2 separate regions of the Rattus norvegicus genome follow, and region 2 is linked to region 1. Evidence: chromatin contacts called from public Hi-C data. All regions are on one chromosome and are shown on one strand. The core of a region is the stretch at or near the end of the contact, and the rest is flanking DNA. Distances in the headings are between cores, read along the strand shown. Region 1 has its middle 25 kb from the start of Trnad-auc. Region 2 overlaps Mkln1 (muskelin 1).

Region 1 (3,750 bases), core at 765-3,264:
TTACAGGTCATGGCTTCGTACCTCACTTCCTGACACAAACAAGTTTTTACTGTTGTCAGCAACAAAGCCCTAATGTAGCCGCGGAAGAGAAAAAACTGCGTTACATTTTGCCTCTTGAGAGCATCATCAACAGTTACCGGAGGAATGTAATTCCAGAAAGCTCCGAAACTGGTAGTGATGGTAATTATGGACCAAATGCCCGATTCTGGTTGTTATTTTCTGGCATTTCTTTCTGTTTTACCAAGATCTGAGAGTGAGCTCACTGAGAGGGCAAATCTGGCTTTCCTTTTTGACTTTGTAAAATTTAATCAGGCCTGATAGGGAACTCACAGCTCTTGGGGGAAAATAAAGTAGGAACCACGAAATGTCATTTTAACAGAGCGTGGGCTTGGTGACTGCAGGAAAGGATTTAAGGACGCTCCTGTTCCGCTTGCTGTGTAATGAGCACTGGCTCCACGCACGCACCGACGCCATAGCTCCCGGATGCAGTGGCTCTCTTATCTGGGCTTTTGCAGCGCCACAAGCCCCTTCGGGATGCTTCGAGGGGCTCCCGGTGGGTGGTGGTACAAACGCTGCGGCCGGCGCCGCCGCCACGGGTCCTGCTGCTGTTGTTGCTGCTGCAGTCACGTGGGAGCCCCTTTAAGTTTCCATAGAGAGGCCTCTCCGGTGTCACATGATGGACATGATATAATGAAACAACATTGTGGAGAGGAAAGCATTAGGGGAGCCCACGGCTACAAAACAAGTGAGTGAGAAGAGGTGGGAGAAAGAGAAACTACGCCACCACCTCCTCTGCAGCCGAGCGCACGCAGCAGCTTGGCGTGACAAGTGGGCGACGCCGGGGGCAGGGAGTGGGGGTCCTCCGCCCGCTCCGGGGACCCTGCCACCCACCGTGCGCAGAGCAACTTTTAACCGGCAGCCCCGCACCTGTCTCAGAGTCTCCATCGCTCCCTGCCACCATCCTGGGAAAATTCTAGAAGAATACGCTCTCGGAATCTACGTGCGCATCATTTTCCTCCTGGCTCCGGAGGAAGGAACCAGAAAAGAGAGCAAAGCGGCGCAGTGTTCAGCCTCAAGGTAAGTTCTTTAGGGTGGGGAAAACGGGTCCAGCAGGACTTGGGGACTGGATTGGGTGCTCGACTCCCACCTTGGGGGTGGAAAAGGCGTCCCCGCACTCCGGGTGAGGCAAATGGGTTGGCGCGTCATCCGAGCTATTTTCCCGGTGGACTCTTTTGACGTCCACCCTCGCACTCCCCGAGGCCCCCTTACCGCCCCCCGCAAGGGGCCTGCGGCTGCTGGCCAGGATGCTCAGCGGGCGAGCGAAGGAAGGTAGGGCTGCTGCGTGAAACGGGCATGTCGGAGCTATTTCGCCATGTTTGTGTTGCTAAGAGCACTTTTTTTCCCCTTTGCGGTGGCTTGATGCCACATGGCTCCTCCGGAGCTGCTGCCGGGTTGAGAGCGAGTGTTTTTTTTTTTTTTTTTTTCAATGTCCGCATTCCAGCTAATGTTGCGCAGATAAAATTCAAACTTGAGGTAAACAGACGAAGAGGAGGAGGAGGAGGGGAGGGACCGGCGGGGGGGTGGGGGGGGAGGGAGGACTGTTTCCATTTCGAGATCCCACCTCTTCACTCAGAGGAGACCAACATCCCGAACCTAGAGGCAACTCATGCATGGCTCCCACGCCCCCCCACCTCTGCCGTCAACGAGAAGTAAGGGCTGGGGGCGAGCGGTTGGGAGGGACGCGACGTTTTGGTTCTTGGGGGGTGCGGGGGGGAGAGGCAGCCCCTGGGAAGCCGGAGCTTTGACTTAAGCTATTATTTTGGCGGAGGGAAGAAGGATGAGTCCTCTTGTTCCAGATGAGGGGTGAGGGTGGGGGTGGGTAAAAAGGGGTGCTTGTCTCCCCTCTTTCTGTCACTACCTGATCGTGTTGCCTCACCCCCCCAACACAGGTTGCACCCACAGGCGAGGTGGGTGGGGCTTCGGGGTTCCAGAAGGCAGGTCACCTAGCAGGTGTGTAGGGTGGGCATTTGGATTTGGTAAGTCGCTTGGATTTGGTAGGAGACCGTGGGGGAGGCAAAGAGTGCGTAGGCAGAACCGAGTCTAACGCTTATGTATGGGGAGGGGGGTGCTTTTAAAACCAGTGGAGAAATATCAAGACAGCCCCCCCCCAAATATGTCTGTTTCAGCTCGCAGCGAAGCTGCTGCGTGAGTGGCGAGGACGAGGGCGAGCTTCGTCATGTGGCACACTGTAGGCTTCTGACAGCTTGGAGCCATCTACCCCCTCCCGCGCGCGCCCGGGGCGGAAGGTGTGGGTTGGGTGGTCCGAGGCGGGTGACGTCCGAGGCGGGGTGGGGACAAGACTTCGGAGCGCTTAGGTCCGCAGCCACGGCTCGCTCGGAACGGCGTGTCAGGGAGGAGGCGGCCACGTGAGGGGTCCGCAGCAGCTCGCGAGCTGAAGGCTGGGGGCGAAGTGCGTAGCAAGAGTCGTGACGGGGGTGACACGCAGCCGCCGTGGCCCCTGCTCACTGCCCACGCAGGGCCGCGCCGCGGGTGGGTGGGTGCGCACTCACGCGCCCGCTCCCCGGAGACCGTTTCCGGCTCAGGGCCGGGTAAACAGGGTGGTGCCCTCTGCCCTCCCGCCCCCGGCCGAGCGGAGGCGCGCGATCGTGGCGGACGGGCTGCGGTGGCGAGAGCGCGCGCGCGCCCCCGCCCGTCCCGCCTCCTCTGTTTTTGTTTTGATGGAGCCCGCGTGCAGCTGGCGCGTGTCGAGTCACGTGCCGCGGCCGCGAGAGGGGCTGGGCGCCGGCGAACAGGACGCGGGGGAGGGTCGCAGACCCTGAACAGTCTTGTCCGAAAACTACCGAGAGGTACAGTCTTGTGGGGCTGGTCGCAGTTGCACCCCAGGAGCAGTATTTGGGATCGTCGTCACAGCATCCCTGCCAGTCGGCTGTCCCCTCCACCCCTCCTCCTCCGGGCCGGAGACTCAACAGAGGGATCCAGCGGACCTCGCAGGTGTGTTATATCCCTGAACACAGAAGTACCCATCTGGCTCTTCATCCAGGCTGTACCGTGTAATCAACCCGAGAGCTTTAGAGTTAACCCCGATACCCACTCTCATAGTTAGGGAACTGAAATCCAAATAAGAGTCTGGACTGAGGGCCATTTTCTTCACCTCCTTCTTCTCCAGTGATTGTGACGCAGTTGGAATAAAAACTGATAGGTAGCCAGCTTGACAGGCTAGATAGTTGTTGAGTCATCTGTACTTACGCATCGAAGAGTGAAAAATAGCCACAATGGTTAACGTGTTGATCTATCACTAAATGGGGCCTTTAGGTGCCAGACAGGATGACTGCGCAAACATGGCGACAACCTGGAGGAGTAACAGTTTTTACATTTGGAGGAATGGAAGCACTGGAGGTTCTGGCAGAGGAGATGTTTGAGGACTCCCTGACTGGTGCTCATGGGAGCAGGTCCCAGAGTTTATATTTGAAATCATTACTTGGGACTGCTTGAGGGACCTTTCACCTTAGTGAACAGCCTAGGAACAGTGAACGTTAGCCTGAGGGCCTGAGTTTCTGTACGTGGATTTCTGTTGTTCCGGCTTTTGTTTGGACGGGAGAACCATTTGGTATAATGCCTTCAGGCTACCTGTTCTAGAAGTTTTCTGTGGAGGAAGGGGGCAGGGGGGGGCGCTCCTAGCAATTTGAAGTTAACAGGTGGATGGATTCCTCAGAATATCTTCATGTTTGT
Region 2 (3,750 bases), core at 912-3,411, 240 kb before region 1:
CATGAAGACATGGTTTCTGAAGAGCTTAGTACCATTTCAAAAGAAGCCAGGTTCTTTTGAATGGACAATAGGAAAGATGCCATGGGAACGTGTCAGGAATTGGCCAGATGCCCATCCACTGCAAAGAGTAAACACATTAGAAGACTTTTCATTGAGAAGTCAGTGCCTCTAGGGCACTATGACCTCACACCGAATGAAGTTATTTCCCAAAGATTATTTCACCATGTTGATCTACCTGGAGCTCTGAGCCTACTTACACTGGTAGCAGATTTTGGTGTAGTTTACCTGATGCTGGTTTTGCAGACATATAGAAAGCTAGAGTCAAAATCATCAAGGTTTTTACTCAGATTTCAAAGGAAGGCTTAGAAGTGAGACAATGTGTATAGAGAGTTCCTGAAAGGGAAATGTATGAGGCTGTGAGAATGAAGTCAAAGATATAAATGAACACCAGGAACTTAAGAGATTTCAGGAACATGGGATTGTACTGAGGAATGCTTCAGGCAACAAGAAAAACTAACCTTAAAGAGAGGCCATGTGAATTTTAACAATCAAATGGTGGGAAGAAATCCCTCTTACAGCTGGGCTCTCAATGTTGTTTCTGAAAAGCAGGTCTCTTTCTCATATCATAACATAACTCACATACCCTGGGTACAGAGATAGGCTATAAATTTCATTTCTGTAAGTCCACTTCTCCATTTAGGAATGAAAATATTTACTCTTGTAATTTTATGTTTGAAGTTTACCTAACTTATTTTATAGAGGGATACCTTTAAAAGCTTACCTCGAGTCTTATCAGAGATTTTGGACTTGAATTTCTACCCCCTACAGGGCAACTCTTAAAGGCTTGGTCACGACTAGAATCACTATTTCAGTAGGTTCTAGGAACTTTAAGAGGTGGTTATAGCTAGAAGTAGGTCACTGAAGCAATGCTCTTAAGAGTAGTATCTTCTCTTAGTTCCTGTCTATCCTCCCTCCTTCCTTCCCTCTGCTTGATGGTCATCATGATGAACACCTCTAAAAATGTGAACCAAAATAAGTATTCTTCCCCTAAGCTATTTTTCTGAGGTATCTGGTAACAATGGCAGGAGATCAATGCAGAGTGACCAAGCACCATTCATTCCATCTTCCTCAGTCTTAGTATTTTATTTATAAAACTCTGTTGGGAGGTCCACCAGATTTAAGTTATATAAAAAAACATTCTGAAAGTTGTCAAAAATGAACATTTCTATTTTTAAAAAGAAAAAATGAACAAAAACAAACCTCCAGTTATCTTTCAGTTCCCAGACACAGTAACAACAGTATTACTGAACTGGACTCCAAACTAACCAATACCTGGAATCCCTTTGGCACTGTAAAACTATGAAACAATGACAATTATTTTAAACTACTAAAAATCTGTGTTATTTCATAACTATAAAATGATCCATTATCATTAATTTAATGGCATTGTTTCCTAAATGACATATAGTAATGTCCAGACACAGACTTTTACAGGAAGAAGAAATCAAATAATTTTCATCTGGCTTAAGATTATTTGCCAAGACCTCACTATAACAGCAATTAACCCCGTTAATTTCTGAAGCTTGTAGAGGGAGGACCACATAACTAAAATAGCAATAGCGATTGACCTTTTGTTTTATAGTACTTCTGAGCACCCTCTGGATAAGGTTACCCTGGTTCATTAACTTTAATAACCCTTCCTCTTAGGCTCTGAGTTCTCAATGTTCTTTCTGAAAAGCAGGTCTCTTTGTACACATAAACTCTCACAGCAAAGAAAGCCCACATTTCCACAACAGCCTCATTGATAGCTGAGCAAAATAATCTCTGGCACAGGGCAAGCATCCCAACAGAATTGAGCCAAGATGTCATTCCTGTTCATGGAAGCTTTGTAGCCCAACTGAAGCAATAGTACAGTGAAATGGATTCTGTAAAAACTTAATTTTTTTGATATATCCGAATGAAAGAGGCATAACAAAATTTTTAATTATATCACCTAATCACTTAAGTATCACAGAGATAAATCATCTAGAAACAAATACCAAAAAGTGTCACTAATGTATAAAAATAAAAAGGTTTAAACTATGAAGCTGTCTGGAAAGAACTATGGTAAGAAGTACAGTGTAGAAAGAAAGGAAAAGCATACATCTTAGCAGGGAATCTGGCCTACTGAGAATACATGCGCGCGCACGCGACACACACACACACACACACACACACACACACACAGTCCTGTAACAACATGCATGGATACCCTGAGGCAACACAATCTTCCTCCCACAGCAACCTTCTTCTCTTCATTTTCCCCTTAAAGGAATATAGGCTATCTAGCTATGCATTTCTCTTAGCACTCCAACAATATCTATTTGAAAGATTAAAGCACTGATTTGAATTCAAAAACCACAGAAAAGAAAGTTGGAATAGTCCCTTATCCTTAAAGAACTTACAATATGGTTGTGACTACAAAGGGTAAGTAAGTGACCACAGGGCAGAGTAGACCAAGTCCCGTGTGAAGGTAAAAAAAAAAAAAAAAAAAAACACAGCAGGGGTTCTTAAAGGGGAAGAGAACCTGGCTGAGGGACTCAGTGCAGATTTGTGGTAAGAGGAGCTTTGTCCTGGTAAGCAGAATGAGGCACAGGGAAGCTGTTCAAGCAAAGTAAAATGAGTAACAATGATGCGGAGACAGAGCACAACGACAGTGTTTTAAAGGCACAAACTCCAAAGTCAGGCTTCAATTTCCACTCTCTAACTACAGCTGTATGGCCGCCAACGTTCTTGAACCACTAGTTTCCTAATTTCAAAAATGTGATTTGGTTATCTTTCATAAAGACACAGTGAAGGCTAAACCAATACACTGCATTCAAAGAAGTTAAACTATGTAATGAATAAGTAAATTAAAGAAAATGTATAAAAAAATCAGGACACAAAGGTAGTAACCAGACAGGAAGTTTATAAAGACAAGCAGTGGCTAGTTCAAGTCAAGGTTCAACTATTAGGGCTTAAACTTAGTCCCACAAACACTGAAGGAACTACAGAAAAGTTTAAGCAGAGGGGTTAGGATCTGAACTTGCTCAGAACTGACTGAAAAGGAAGACATAGGGAATGAGAGAGATCGGTGGTGATATGATTAACGGCAGTCTATTTTCAAAATTTCAAGCCAATTTCATTTAAGGGACCACATCAGGCAATCACCAAACAATCCACACACTAGTATTTCACAAAAGTTACAATTAAACTATAATTCCTTAGTAGAAAGGATAAACCATTTAGTACTAGAACCAAACATACCATGGATCTACAGTGCTACAATCTACACACTGAACATGAATTAAAAATAAGGGAGGTATAGTAACACAAGTAAAGAATCTGGCTTTTCTACACCATGTGCACACATTTTTGTACAGTAAAATGGGTTTTACTTCAAGTGCTCGACTGCAGTAACTACCATTCACTCTTAGTAAATCAGACGGCTGATTGCATAAACCTCCACAAGATGGCACACTACAATTAAACAAGTTGCTCATTATGAAACTATAGACCGTACCAACTATGTTCTAATAGAGACAGCCAAAAAGTCACACACAAAGTCAAGTGTCAACAAGAAGGCAGGAGCCAGTGAAATGGCTCAGTGGATAAAGCCTGATGACCTGAGTTCACCTGACTATACAAAGTTGTCCTCTGACCTCCATATACACATTGTGACACTCACACCCACACACAAATCAAACATACACAATAGAAAAGGGCAGAATT

The links. Hi-C and Micro-C count contacts between places; a contact is called where the count stands out from the background.
Region 2: a Hi-C map of Schwann cells shows a contact between it and region 1, with 7 times the contacts expected there. The contact joins two enhancer-like sites. A contact is called at or near these places in 4 of 12 Hi-C or Micro-C datasets (Schwann cells, frontal cortex, hepatocytes and 1 more) and 1 of 1 datasets of contacts at active chromatin or transcription factors (oligodendrocytes).

The regions. Positions count from the first base shown.
Region 1 is chr4:60,778,310-60,782,059 of GRCr8, reverse strand. No RefSeq gene overlaps it. Among named protein-coding and RNA genes, the nearest start is that of Trnad-auc, 25 kb to the right of the region's middle. Within about 2 kb of position 2,014, at least 87 of the 93 cell types and tissues checked have an H3K27ac peak or open chromatin away from gene starts, as enhancers often do.
Region 2 is chr4:61,019,697-61,023,446 of GRCr8, reverse strand. All of the region lies in intron 8 of Mkln1 (muskelin 1), which reads right to left. Among named protein-coding and RNA genes, the nearest start is that of Mkln1, 52 kb to the right of the region's middle. Within about 2 kb of position 2,161, at least 39 of the 93 cell types and tissues checked have an H3K27ac peak or open chromatin away from gene starts, as enhancers often do.